2 separate regions of the Sus scrofa genome follow, and region 1 is linked to region 2. Evidence: chromatin contacts called from public Hi-C data. All regions are on one chromosome and are shown on one strand. Each heading gives the region's core, a stretch centred on a gene start, on an enhancer-like site or on the middle of the called end of the contact. The rest is flanking DNA. Distances are from core to core; before and after follow the strand shown.

Region 1 (6,485 bases), core at 2,576-5,075, 340 kb before region 2:
CTAGGCAGCTCCGAGGCGGGCAGCGGGGTCTGTCTTTCCGTTCACAGAGGCGTGGAGAACGGCTGGGGAAACGTGTAGCGGGCGCGCACTGACCTTCTGGGCTGGAGGGGGCCCCGTGGCGGCCGGTGCTTTGGGGCCTGGGTCCCTGTCCCTGCTTCAGTGGAGGGAAAACCTTGACTTTGCACACTGGATGTTCTGAAGTTCCAAAAGCGGGGGGGGGGGGGGGGAATAGATTTGATGGGATGTGAGGCTGGGGGAGCGGTCTAGGAGAAAAAGGGACGGTAGGGGGCCTGGGTCTAAGGGCAGTGGTCAGACTCTCTTCCCCCTCCCCCCACCGTGGCTGTGGGACAATGACCCAGAGGCCCTCTTGGAGAGATGCCGAAGGGTCCGCGGAAGCTTTGGGAGCTTTATGCAGTCCCTCATTCTTTCAAAGGGCTTTTAACCAATGTGCATTTTTTCCCTCCAGGTTTATTCAGATCCCAAGGAAGAAGTTAGAAAAAGTTGAGCCAATATTTAAAATTGTGAGGGTCCACAAGAACACCCCAACCTCTGGCTTTGGAAGGTGGGTCAGTGGATCTGGCGCCCTGTCCCGTCCGCTTTGGGACCGAATGTCCCTGTCTGCTTTAGCCCAGCTTGCCCTCCACCTCCTTCCATCTTGGGCCCTGGGCCAGAACCTCTGGAACCCACACTGCCAGGAATTGCACAGAACAGGAGGTGGGTCGGGATATAAAATGACCTGCTGAGACTCTCAGCGCCCCTGGGTCTCTGGGCTGGTCCCTTGTTTTTGAACTCAGGCCAAGTGGTCTCCATCGAACCTGGGCTGCCTGGCCTGGGATCAGATGCCCACATCACCCCCTTTTTGGGGCTCCCAGTGGTTTCCATTCTGTTGTAGGTCCTGAAAGCATGGGGGAGAAGGGGTTGTGAGGTTTTATTGTGTCCATTATATTTCAGTAAAGCTCTTGAAAATATATTGAATCACACCAGAAATCTCTTCTGGAAGCAAACCTGGAGAACTGGAAAAACAACCAATGACACCCCAAAATCCAACTCAGGAGGGAGCATGCAATTGTCAGAAGTGGCTGAAGGCATACCCACTGAGCACAATACACAGTGACCAAGGGCCTGTTGCAGGTGGGTGGGGTGGGGTGACCAGTCCCTGGTGTGACCTGGGGCCCCAAAGTCCCCTCCCATCCTGTGACTGCTTTAAAGTTGTACCTGGCCCAGGAAGCCTTGTGGGTGGTTGGGTCAGACTTCTCCAGCAAGGACTCATTCTTGTCAGGAGTGGGGGCTGGGCTGGCACAGTGGCGAGCCTGGAGTCACCTGCTTCTGTCTGTTGTCACTTGACCTTGTTTTGGCCGGAGAAGTCTTCCTTCACCGCCCAGCAGGCAGCAGCTCAAGCCTGGAGGGCACAGCTGCCCTGGGTCAACTCAGTGGGCGTCCTTCCCCAGAGGACAATCCTCTACCAAGTGTTGAATCATAACTGACATTTTTTTTTTTTTTTTTGGTCTCTTTAGGCCGCACCCACAGCATATGGAAGTTCCCAGGCTAGAGGTCAAATCAGAGAAGCAGCTGCTGGCCCACGCCACAGCCACAGCAATGCCAGATCCTTAACCCACTGAGTGAGGCCAGGGATCGAACCCTCGTCCTTGTGTATACTAGTCTAATTCATTTCTACTAGACCACAAGAGGAACTCCCATAACTGAGGGGTGTTCTATATCCAGAGATATGGGGCACCATTCACTGCAGATGTGTCATTTCTGATCCCATCAGTGAGTCTCCAGAGTAGAGTCTGACACCCATTTTTTTTTTTTTTTTTTTTTTTTTTTGCTGTTAGGGCCAAACTCCTGGCATATTGAGGTTCCAGGCTAGGGGTCTAATCGGAGCTGTAGCCACTGGCCTACACCACAGCTCATGGCAAAGCCAGATCCTTAACCCACTGAGTGAGGCCAGGGATTAAACCTGCAACCTCATGGTTTCTAGTGGGATTCGTTTCCGCTGCGCTACAACGGGAACTCCTGCCACCCATTTTACAGAAGAGAAAACTGAGGTTCAGAGAGTGAAGACACTGGCCAAAGTCACATGGCTGGCTGGTGGTCTCCTCTCTCTGATGCTTCCTCTCCTGACCCATGAGAGCAGGGAGACAAAGCCTGAGCAAAAGCCTCTCCCTTGGCCACCCTGTCCTCTCATCCCTGGATGTCTGGGCCTGGACGTGGAGACCCTAGGTATCCTCCTGGCCTAGTTGAGCTCCAGTCACTCTTGTGAGAGTCAGCAGAGCTGGGATTCTGATCCTGCCCTGCCTGGCCCTTACTCACCCTCGAAGTCCCATCTGCTCCCTTGGCGGGGGGGGGGGGCGGGGGGGTGCGGGCAGGGGACTGGGGCACAATGCGACCACTTCTCACGGTCTTCTGCTGCCAGATGGGAATGTGGGTCCAGAATGTTCAAGAGAAACCTGGAGTGTTACTGAAAGCCACCCAGACTATCCCAAACTGTCAGTGTTTGGTCTCTGGCCCCATCTTGTAACAATCTTATTGTCCCAATGGGGAAACTGAGACCCAGAGAAGGTAGAGGGCCTAGTATAGGGTCCCTGGTGGGTAGCTGCTCCTCCCATGAGTCAAGACGGGAGCCAGAGCAACCTGACTCATGGCTTAACTGCTACTCCCAGGGAAGCTGTTTAATCCAGCTTTGCACCTGCCAGAATGGCTCAGAGGGAACCCCTTATTTAGTTTAGAAGCCCTTTCTTCCTAGATTCTCTTGGGGGAAGAAAATCTTCCTAGATGGTGGGATTTTATTGTTATCCCTTTTGATTTAAGTGCTGCACAGATACTGTGAGACTCCCCAAGGCTGTAGGTGGGTTTTTCCATATCAAAGTCAAGTAAGAGGAGCCACAGGAATTCCCTATGTGGCTCAGTGGTTAACGAGCCCAACTAGGATCCATGAGGCTGAGGGTTCAATCCCTACCCTTGCTCACTGGGTTAAGTATCCAGCGTTGCGTTGTGTTGCGGTGTATCAGATCCTGTGTTACGGTGGCTGTGGTGTAGGTGGGTGGCTCTAGCTCTGATTCTACCCCTAGCCTGGGAACTTCCATATGCTCAGGTGCAGCCCAAACAAACAAACAAACAAACAAAAAACGAACAAAAAAAGAGAAGCCACAAATCCTGAGGCCATTTGCTTTAGGGGAATCAGTCGACCTTTGGAAGCAGGATGGTATGCAGACTCCCCTGCCCCCATTGCCCACTGGCGCCACATCGACCTACTTTGAGCTCAGTGTCACCCCTTGACAAACCAGCAGAAACTCCACCAAAGGGCACATCAAAGGGCAGTGTTGATTTCAAGTGCCAAGCTCCTGGTGCTCCTCATCCGCTGTTTCCTTTCCCTTCCCACTCGATCGTCCTGTTAGCCAAGGTTCCCCACAGTCCTAAGACTGTGTATAAGGCAGGCGACGGTTTGCTGGAGCCAGTGGCCAGCCTTGAGGGTGTTCATAGTTCGGGAAAATCAATCTCCACACTTTGGCTCCGTAACTGTTTTTGTCCCCTAAATATCCACTTCACAAACGCCTTAATGTAGGATCTCTGGCTTAATGACCAAGAAAAAGAAAAGAACATGGCTAGTGGTAGGATGTGATGATCAAAAAAACCCCAAGTCATTGTATTCTGCTTCGGGAAAATGCAAGCAGTGAGACGATTTCGGCTTTAGAAATGAAATGTAATTTCCTGTGAACCTAAAATAGCCTCAAGAACGCAAACTTGAGCTTTCCCTTCCCCCCTGCCAAGCGCCTCAGAGTCTGAGAACCAGGAGATCAACCCGTGCCGCCCCTCCCTCCAGGTCTGCAGTCCCGAGGAAGGGCGCGTGGGGGCAGCACCGCAGCCGCCTGTCACCGCACCGTGCGCCCAGCCTTGACATTGCAGGATTGGGGGATTTTCCACCCTTGATTCACTTGTTCTCTTTCGGCCGCTCGCCCATTGTTGTTTCCAGGGGGTGGAAGAGGGCAACCGCGTCTGTCCTCGAAGCCTCCTCCGGAGATGACCCCGCTTCCCAAGTGAGAAAGAGCGGTTTACTTGGGGACTAACTTTTAAAGGGATTCAGAGTCGCGGGGGAATCCGCGTCGTTGCGATTGGACCCGCCTGGGGGGGTGGCAGGCGGCGGGAGCTGACCCCAGGGACTGGCCCAGTAGGATCTGGGAGGGTAGAAGCTCCAGGGGGCTGAGCCGGGCGACTCAGGGCCACTCTGGTTTAACCAGCGCGTCCTTCCTTGTATGAGGCCTATCTCTCCTGGGGTCCTCACGCTTGCCCCCTCGTGCCTCCTGACTTTGCTCCCATTTACCGTCTGCCTTGGTCTCCTGGGGAGCCCACCCGCCTATCTAAGGCCACCTCCTCCAGGGAGCCCTCTCACCTCTCCCTTCCCACCGCAGAGCTGTCCCCCTATCCAGGGCTCGCTTGCTCTGCAGGCTCTGAGAGGTACCCGATTCCTTCCACCCCAACCGGGCACCAACGCTGCCCAGCGTCTTCCCAGGGCTCCGTCTTGTTGAAGGGCTGTCCCTATCCCCCACCTGAACTTTGGAAGGGCCGGGACCTACCAGGCTTGGGGGAGGGGCTCCCCAGCAGCAGTCCTAACCCTTCCCACCTGTCCCGACCGCTGAGTGGCCGACCGCTGAGTGGCCAGTGGCTGGACGGCAGAGCAGAGCTGGCCTGAGCAGGACCCCGCAGGTGCTTTTCCGAGCAGTCTTGTGAGCCTTCTTTTCATTTCTCCTCAGTTTTTTGGTGTTCTCTCCTGCTGTATTTTAAGGCATCCTTACATCTTCTTCGGAAGAAGGTGGAAGTATAAATAGATTGAGAATCTGAGCGGAGTTCCCGTTGTGGCTCAGCAGATTACTAACAGACTAGGATCCATGAGGATGAGAGTTCCACCCCTGGCCTCTTGTTCAGTGGGTTAAGGATTCAGGGTTGCCTTGAGCTGCAGTGTGGGTCGCAGCCTGGGCTGGGATCCACCTTGCTGTGGCTGTGGGGTAGGCCTGCAGCTGTAGCTCTGATTTGACCCCTAGTTTGGGAACTTCATATGCTGCAGGGGTGGCCCTAAAAAGCCAAAATAAATAAATAAATAAAAAAGAATTGAAAATCTGAGCAATTCAAATGGATACAACTGTGGTTCACACCCTCTATGCACCGTCGGAAGCACAGGTTTGTGACCTAGGGGTGGCCCAGGGGGGAAACTGGTGTGGGTGGCTCTTCTGCAGCCCCTCCTCAGCCAGACCCAGGTGACTATCCACCCTGGTAACTGCTCACATCTGGAACTTTGCCCTGCCCTCTCTTGGCTCCTTTTTAGAGAGAACTTATGGTGGGTGGTAAGGCAGGGGCTGGACCCCCGGTACAGCACAGGAGGCCCTGTTCTGGGTCTCACTGCCTACCCTCCACACAGGGTGCATCCCTGCTGATGGGGTTGTTGACTGGACAGTGCCTGAGCCAGGCGGGGCCCATTTCTGCCAGCTTGCTGAGGCGTGGAAGGGCATGATGTGACCCCGAGGGCATTCTCATACTTGGAAGTGTCTCAGAAACGGACACGCCTTTGGAAATTCCAGGGCAAAGGAAGGGGTGGGGAGAAAGGTGTCTGTTGGCCTCTCTGGCTCCCAGCGGACCTTGTCCCAGGTTTAATATTGAGCTTTATTATTATTTTTTCTTTCTTTTTAGGGCTGCACCTGTGGCATATGAAAGTTCCCAGGCTAGGGATCAAATTGGAGCTGTAGCTGCTGGCCTATGCCACAGCCACAGCAACACCAGATCTGAACCATGTCTGTGATCACGACAACACCGGATCCTTAACCCTCAGAGTGAGGCCAGGGATCAAACCTGCATTCTCATGGATACTAGTCAGGTTCTTAACCCACTAAGCCACAGTAGAAACTCTTCTTTCCCCCCTTTTGTCATAGCTACAGGTTAATGGCTGACCCCTCCCTTATCTGCTTGGCTCTTTTTAACAGATTCTTCCGTTATTTTAGACCAGTAGGGTTTACCCTCCTGATAGATCCCAGTTGGTATAACAGTTGATTTTTCTGGTGGAAGCTTCTTTCCTGGCAGGTCACAGGTCCTTTAGTGGACCCTGGGCCCTGGGTGGGTGCACAGAGTTGGGAAGACTGGTGTCTATGGAGAAGGTCCCTAGGTCACTTCCTGTGTGGCCTGCCTGCCCTGTGGCCCTGTGGGGAAGGGGCTCATCTGTCCTGTCCATGGCCCCTCTGTCCCCCAGAGCTAGCAGCTGTGACCTGGTTGGCCATGGCATTTCCTTCTAGCTCTGCAGTGACCACCAGTCTCTGTAAATGGGCATTTTCATACTGTTGTTCATTTTCTCCCTTCACCTCTGTAACCTCCCCTCCTTTTGTGGTAATAGACACAGGCCCAGCAGGACCCTTGCCAGGGGATTCAGAGCAGTCAGCAGGAGGAGGGTGGCATCTGATCTGGGCACCACGAGAGGGATGGGGGCTCTCGGGGGGGCTAGC
Region 2 (5,977 bases), core at 968-3,467:
GAGAAAGAAAGATGTGATGGGAGTTTCTAGTGGCCTAGCGGTTAAGGATATGGCCTTATCACTGTTGTTGCTTGGGTTTGATCCCTGGACTAGGAACTTCCGAATGCTGCAGGCATGGTCCAAAAGAAAAAGGAAAAAAAAAAAAAAAAAGAGCTATGATGGTTTCTAAGAAACAAATCTATTTTATTTGTTTTTACTATTTTTTAAAAATTAAGTATAGTTGATTTATGATTTGCCGATTTCTGCCACACAGCAAATTGATCGTCATATAAATATATTTATATTTATTCCTTTTCTTGTATTATCTTTCATCATGTTCTATCCCAAGAGATTGGATATAGATCTGTATGCTGTACAGTAGGACCTCATTGCTTACCTATTCTAAATGTAATAGTTTGTATCTACCAACCTCAAACTCCCAGTCCTTCCCACTCCCTCCCCCTCCCCTTTGGCAACCACAAGTCTGTTCTTTATGTCCATGAGTTTGTTTCTATTCTGTAGGTAGGTTCATTTGTGCCATATTTTAGATTCCACATGTGATACTATACGGTCTTTGTCTTTCTCTTTCTGACTTACTTCACCTAGTTTGAGAATCTATGGCTGCATCCATGTTGTTGCAAATGGCATTATTTTATTCTTTTTAATGGCTCAATAGTATTCCATTGCATATATGTACCACATCTTCTTAAGCCACTCATTTGTCAATGGACATTTAGATTATTTCCATGTCTTGGCTATTGTGAATAGTGCTGCTATGAGCACAGGGACACCTGTATCTCTTTGAATTACAGTTTTGTCTGGATATTTGCCTAAGAGTAGGATTGCTGGATCATGTGGTAGTTCTATAGTTTTTGGAGGAATCTCCATACTGTTTTCCATAGTGGTTGTATCAATTTACATTCCCATCAACAGTGTAGGAGTGTTCCCTTTTCTTCACACCCTCTCCAGCATTTGTTATTTGTAGACTTATTAATTAATGATGGGCATGCTGATTGGTGTGAGGTGGTATCTCACTGCGGTTTTGATTTGCAAAGAAATGCATCTAAAGCAATCATATAAAGAGATATCTGAAGTGGTTTTTTTTTTTTTAAAGACTTACAGTTAAGAACAGGTTTAATGGTCGTTTTTTTGCTTTTTTTTTTCCTTCTTCTTTCTTTTTAGGGCCACACTTGCAGCATTTGGAAGTTACCGGGATAGGGGTTGAATTGGAGCTGAAGTTGCCAGCCTATCCACAACCTTGTTACCTATTCTACAGCTTGCAGCAATGCCTGAGCAAGGCCAAGGATTGAACTTGCATCCTCATGGAGACTATGTCAGGTTCTTAGCCTGCTGAGCCACAACAGGAACTCCTCAGTGGTCTTATTTCTGTCATGTGTATAACTTAATATGCTGGGTAAATTTTAAAATATAGACTAGGAGGAGATTCTGGTTAAAATATAACTGACGGATTTCCCATTGTGACACAGTGGAAATGAATCCAACTAATATCCATGAGGATGTGGGTTTGATCCCTGGCCTCACTCAGTGGGCTGGAGATCCAGCATTGCTGTGAACTGTGGTGTAGATTGCAGATATGGCTTGGATCTCAAGTTGCTGTGGCTATGGCATAGACTGGCAGCTATAGCTCTGATTTGACCCCTAGCCTGTGAACTTCCATATGCCAAGGGCGCGGCCCTAAAAAAAAAAAAAAAAATGGTGTATGTGTGTGTGTATGCCTTCAGTTTTACACACACACACACACACACACACACACACACACATACCTTCAGTTTTATATATATATACACACACACACATATATACCTTCAGTTTTATATATATATAAATAAAGGTAATGAGGGTGTATCAGGTTTTTAAAGGGCTCTACTCTTCAAAACTAGATTGTTTAAAATTTCACACTATTTCATTCATCTTATCTATTGGCCATCATCATCATTCTATCTAAACAACATTTGAAGTGTTCCTACCATTTATTCACATCTATTACATCATCAAGAGAAGTAGGAGGCAAGGATCCCAGGGGTGGGAAAAGCTTGGCAGTGTCTGACAAGGTCCCTGGTTGCTAGTGAATGTGCTGGACCCAGTAACTCAATTCTAGCCCCTAGACCACAGAGAAAGAATGGCATGTTTTATCTATGACCAGGATGGTACTCTGTCTCTAGTTCCTTCTAGGCCTTTACACTTTGATCAAGCAAGGTCCATGTGGGAGGGAGCTGAGAGCAAACTCTGTCCAGCAGCCAGCAATCAATGAAAGCCCTTGGCTCTACAGCCTGTGAGGACTAAGCCAGGTGAGCTTCTTGGAAGCAGCCCTCCCATCTGTCCAGGCTTGAGATGACTGCAGCTTTTGAGAGACCCCGAGGCACCCAGTCTGAGCAGTGCCCACATTCCCCACCCATGGGAGCCAGGAGATAATAAATGTGTGCTGTTTCAACTCACTAGGTTTTGGTGTCATTAACTATACAGCAATACAAAATCAATACAGATCTCACAACTGAAAAGTACACCTATGGTCAAGTGGCCAAATATAAACTCTATGACCAGACTCGTGTCTGTCAAGTTCCACCAATGCACTTACTGCTGTCTCCCAGCCCTTTCCATCTTAGGGTGACAGCCTTTGTGGCAGGTGGTAGGTATACCCTATAGGCCCTTGATACATCCCCCCTGCCCCCACATGGGCTCCCTATGATGACACAGGTACCCTTCCCTTGCATCTGGAGGGTCTGTGGCTATGGGGGAAGTGATGCTATTTTATTTCCTTGGCTGGGTCATATGAAGGGATACAGGACAAGGTCTTTGGCTTGGGGAGCCCACCAATGATCCAATCACCCCATTGTCAGGAGGCTGCCTGCTGCACTCCAGCCCCAGCCCCATCTGGGCTGCTCTGGCCACCACCCAGGGGATGTAGCAGGACTTCAGGGGTTCTATGAAACCCCTGGGTCATGCTAGGTGGTTGAGAGATGAGTGTCCCTATGGGCAAATGAAATGTCATTATTGTTATAATCAACCAAGTTTTAGAGTGGTTTGTTACACAGCAACGAAAATTCCCAAGACTCTGTGAACGTGCACTGGAGCCCTGGCGTGTTTCAGACACTATGTGGTGAGTCACCTGAAAATCAGTGAACAGAGAGAACAGAAGTTGTTTTACTAAAGTGTTGGGACATGATCTATCATTCAATGATGGTAATTAAAGGAGAAGGAGGGATGATATGAGAACGAGATTTCTCAGAGAAGGGCCATTTGATATGATGAAATTCAAGGTCATCAATCTGGCGGGGAACATAACAATATCTACCTTTCAGGTAGCAAACAGCTGTGGTGATAAGGAGACTTAAAGTGACAGCAAACTCTTTTTTGAAGGAGTCTGCAGCACAACTGTTTCATTCATTCATTCATTCATTCATTCACAAACTGTCATTGAGCACCTCTGTGTGCCCAACACCATTCCAGATACTGAGACCCAGGAGTGAATGGATGAACCTGATTTCTGCCATCCCCAACTTGTCACACCTGTGGAGACCAGACAGACACAGAACAAATATCTGAACAAGTAAATACAAGTGTCCCTGCTTTACAAAAGACCAATTTATGCCTTTCCACTTTTGTGGAAGACTGGCATGAGTACTTGTTTTCACTAGCCCAAAGAAATCTGAAGAGGATTTTCACTTTGACAAAAAAAAAAAAAAAAGGCAAAAGTGAAATTAGCATTCAGCAGTTCAGCATTGCTTTTGCAGGGAGCTGTGCAGGGAGCTGTCACAGAGGCAGTGCTCTCCTGAGGAGCAGAGAGAGTGGCACCACCAAACTCTCCCTGGAACTATGCTCAGCTTCTCAGCATCAAACCACCACAGATTTGGACTGTGATTGTGAGCATCTGTGCTTATGTATCTTTTTTTTTTTCCTTTTTTTTTAGGGCCACTCCCTCTGCATTTGGATGTTCCCAGGCTAAGGGTCGAATCGTAGCTACAGCTGCTGGCCTACGCCACAGCCACAGCAACACCAGATCCAAGCTGCATCTGTGACCTACACCACAGCTCACAGCAATGCCGGATCCTTAACCCATTGAGCGAGGCCACGGATGGAACCCACAACCTCACCGTCCCCAGTCGGATTTGTTTCCACTGTGCCACAACGGGAACTCCTGCGTTTATACATCTTGTGCATCCCCTTAGCATGATGTGTCCTAGGTAACTGCTTCTTGGCTTTATGCCTTTGCAGCTTACCAAAGGTTCATAGGAACAATGTACTTTCAGATTGTTGAGAAACTGGTAGTTAAATTCAAATTTTGAATTTGTTATGAAGAAAAAAATTGTGGCCTGGATTAGTTGGACTCAAGAAGGCTGCCATAAGGTAGTGTCACTGATGCAGAAGCTGGAGCAGGGGACCCTCACCACCAGGTCACAGCCCCCCTCCCTCCTTCCTGCCCAAGGCTCTGTCTGTCCCTCAGGGCCTGCTACCTGGCTTGTCCCCAGAGGAGGTGTGGCACACCTGCTTCAGGAAGAAACCCACATTTAGGAAGTTCCCCTTGTGGCTCAGCAGTAATGAACCCAACTAGTATCCATGAGGATGCAGGTTCCATTCATGGCCTGGCTCAATGGGTTAAGGATCTGGCATTGCTTTGAGCTGTGGTCTCAGACTCAGCTTGGATCCCTGGGTGCTGTGGCATAAGCCAGCAGCTCTAACCCCTGGACTGGGAACTTCCATATGCTGAAGCTATGGCCTGAAAAGCAAAAAAAGAAAAAGGAAAGAAAAAAAAAGAAACCCACATTCCACATTCAGAGAGATTTTGTAATGGCATTAGCCAGGGTTCTTGATTGCAGACAAAAGAAACAGGCTGGCTGTTTTAGGCAGGAAAGGAATGTCTTTCAAAGATGTGAGGAACTCACAGACTCACTAGGAGAGGTAGAGAACCAGGTGTGCTAGGCGGGCTGGGATGAGGGAGACCTGACGCCAGGCCTACAGCGGGGCAAACCCGGAAACAGCAGGAGAGACGCTGGTGCTGCTGCCTCCAGGAGCCTGGGTGCCACAGCATGCCCTCTCAGGCTTGGGGCCCACGCATCGTCCTGCTCCCTCCAGAAGTTGAGCGCTGCTGCTCACCCGGCGGTCTTTTGCCTGTGTCACCGGCTTTCATTCCTAGACAGCGCTTGGGGTTCTGATTGGTGGAGGCAGCCGTGCTTTCTGCGAGCAAGGCAGCCAATGGGAGATCTCCAACACTGCATCTGGAAAGCACTTGGCCAGGGCTTTTATGGATATTCTGGAAAGTTCATTTAGTATATTGTGTAGGAATTTTTATACTGAGGGTATATCTAGGAATAAAATTGCTTGGCTATAGAGTTAGAAATAAAGTGGGGGTTTTAGCTTTTCCAGTCCGCAGCTGGCAGAGGCAGAAGCCAGATGGGAGTGGCTCCTGGGTCCACAGGACGCCTTAATGGAAATGAGTTCTGCGGTGTGTGCCCTGGGGCCACCAGTCCGATTATAAAGCATAAAACAATGCGGTATACTTAAATGCAAAATTAGCTCACCTATCAAATTAAAAAGTCTTTCAAAATACCATGGTTATCTATTGACTAAGCCTTGAGAGAAGCACTCCCACACTGTGAAAGTGAATAGTTGATCCAACATTTCTGGAGGGCAGTATCCTAAACCCGTGAAAATAAAGCCCTTTCCTTAGTGGTTTCGTGCCTGGGAATAGAGCCTAAGGAAATAATTAGGGATGAGGATAGACTTACATTAATAATATAGGATCCAACATCTACGTGTTGAAAAGGTACCAGTTAGAATTCATGCACCTTGTGGAGAACCAGTGCAATTAGCAGAGGCAAGAAGATGCCGGTTGGCTCAGTGCAGGGTCTCTACAAAATGATTGGGATCTTTTTCTCTGTTTACATCCTTCAGTGTCACTTGTGTGTTTTACTTCTGATTCACGGCAGGATTTCTATGGATGAAAGCAGATCCCAGGATTCACGTGTAGTAGCAAAGGGTG

The links. A called contact is a pair of places that touch in the nucleus more often than the background predicts.
Region 1: a Hi-C map of liver shows a contact between it and region 2, with 8 times the contacts expected there. The contact joins two enhancer-like sites. A contact is called at or near these places in 1 of 47 Hi-C or Micro-C datasets (liver) and 1 of 2 datasets of contacts at active chromatin or transcription factors (skeletal muscle).

Annotation. Positions count from the first base shown.
Region 1 is chr15:59,059,756-59,066,240 of Sscrofa11.1, reverse strand. No RefSeq gene overlaps it. Among named protein-coding and RNA genes, the nearest start is that of HS6ST1, 3.4 kb to the left of the region's middle. Within about 2 kb of position 3,825, at least 57 of the 83 cell types and tissues checked have an H3K27ac peak or open chromatin away from gene starts, as enhancers often do. A contact at or near this core is called in liver, where this site is marked.
Region 2 is chr15:58,717,056-58,723,032 of Sscrofa11.1, reverse strand. No RefSeq gene overlaps it. Among named protein-coding and RNA genes, the nearest start is that of HS6ST1, 350 kb to the left of the region's middle. Within about 2 kb of position 2,217, at least 1 of the 83 cell types and tissues checked has an H3K27ac peak or open chromatin away from gene starts, as enhancers often do. A contact at or near this core is called in liver, where this site is marked.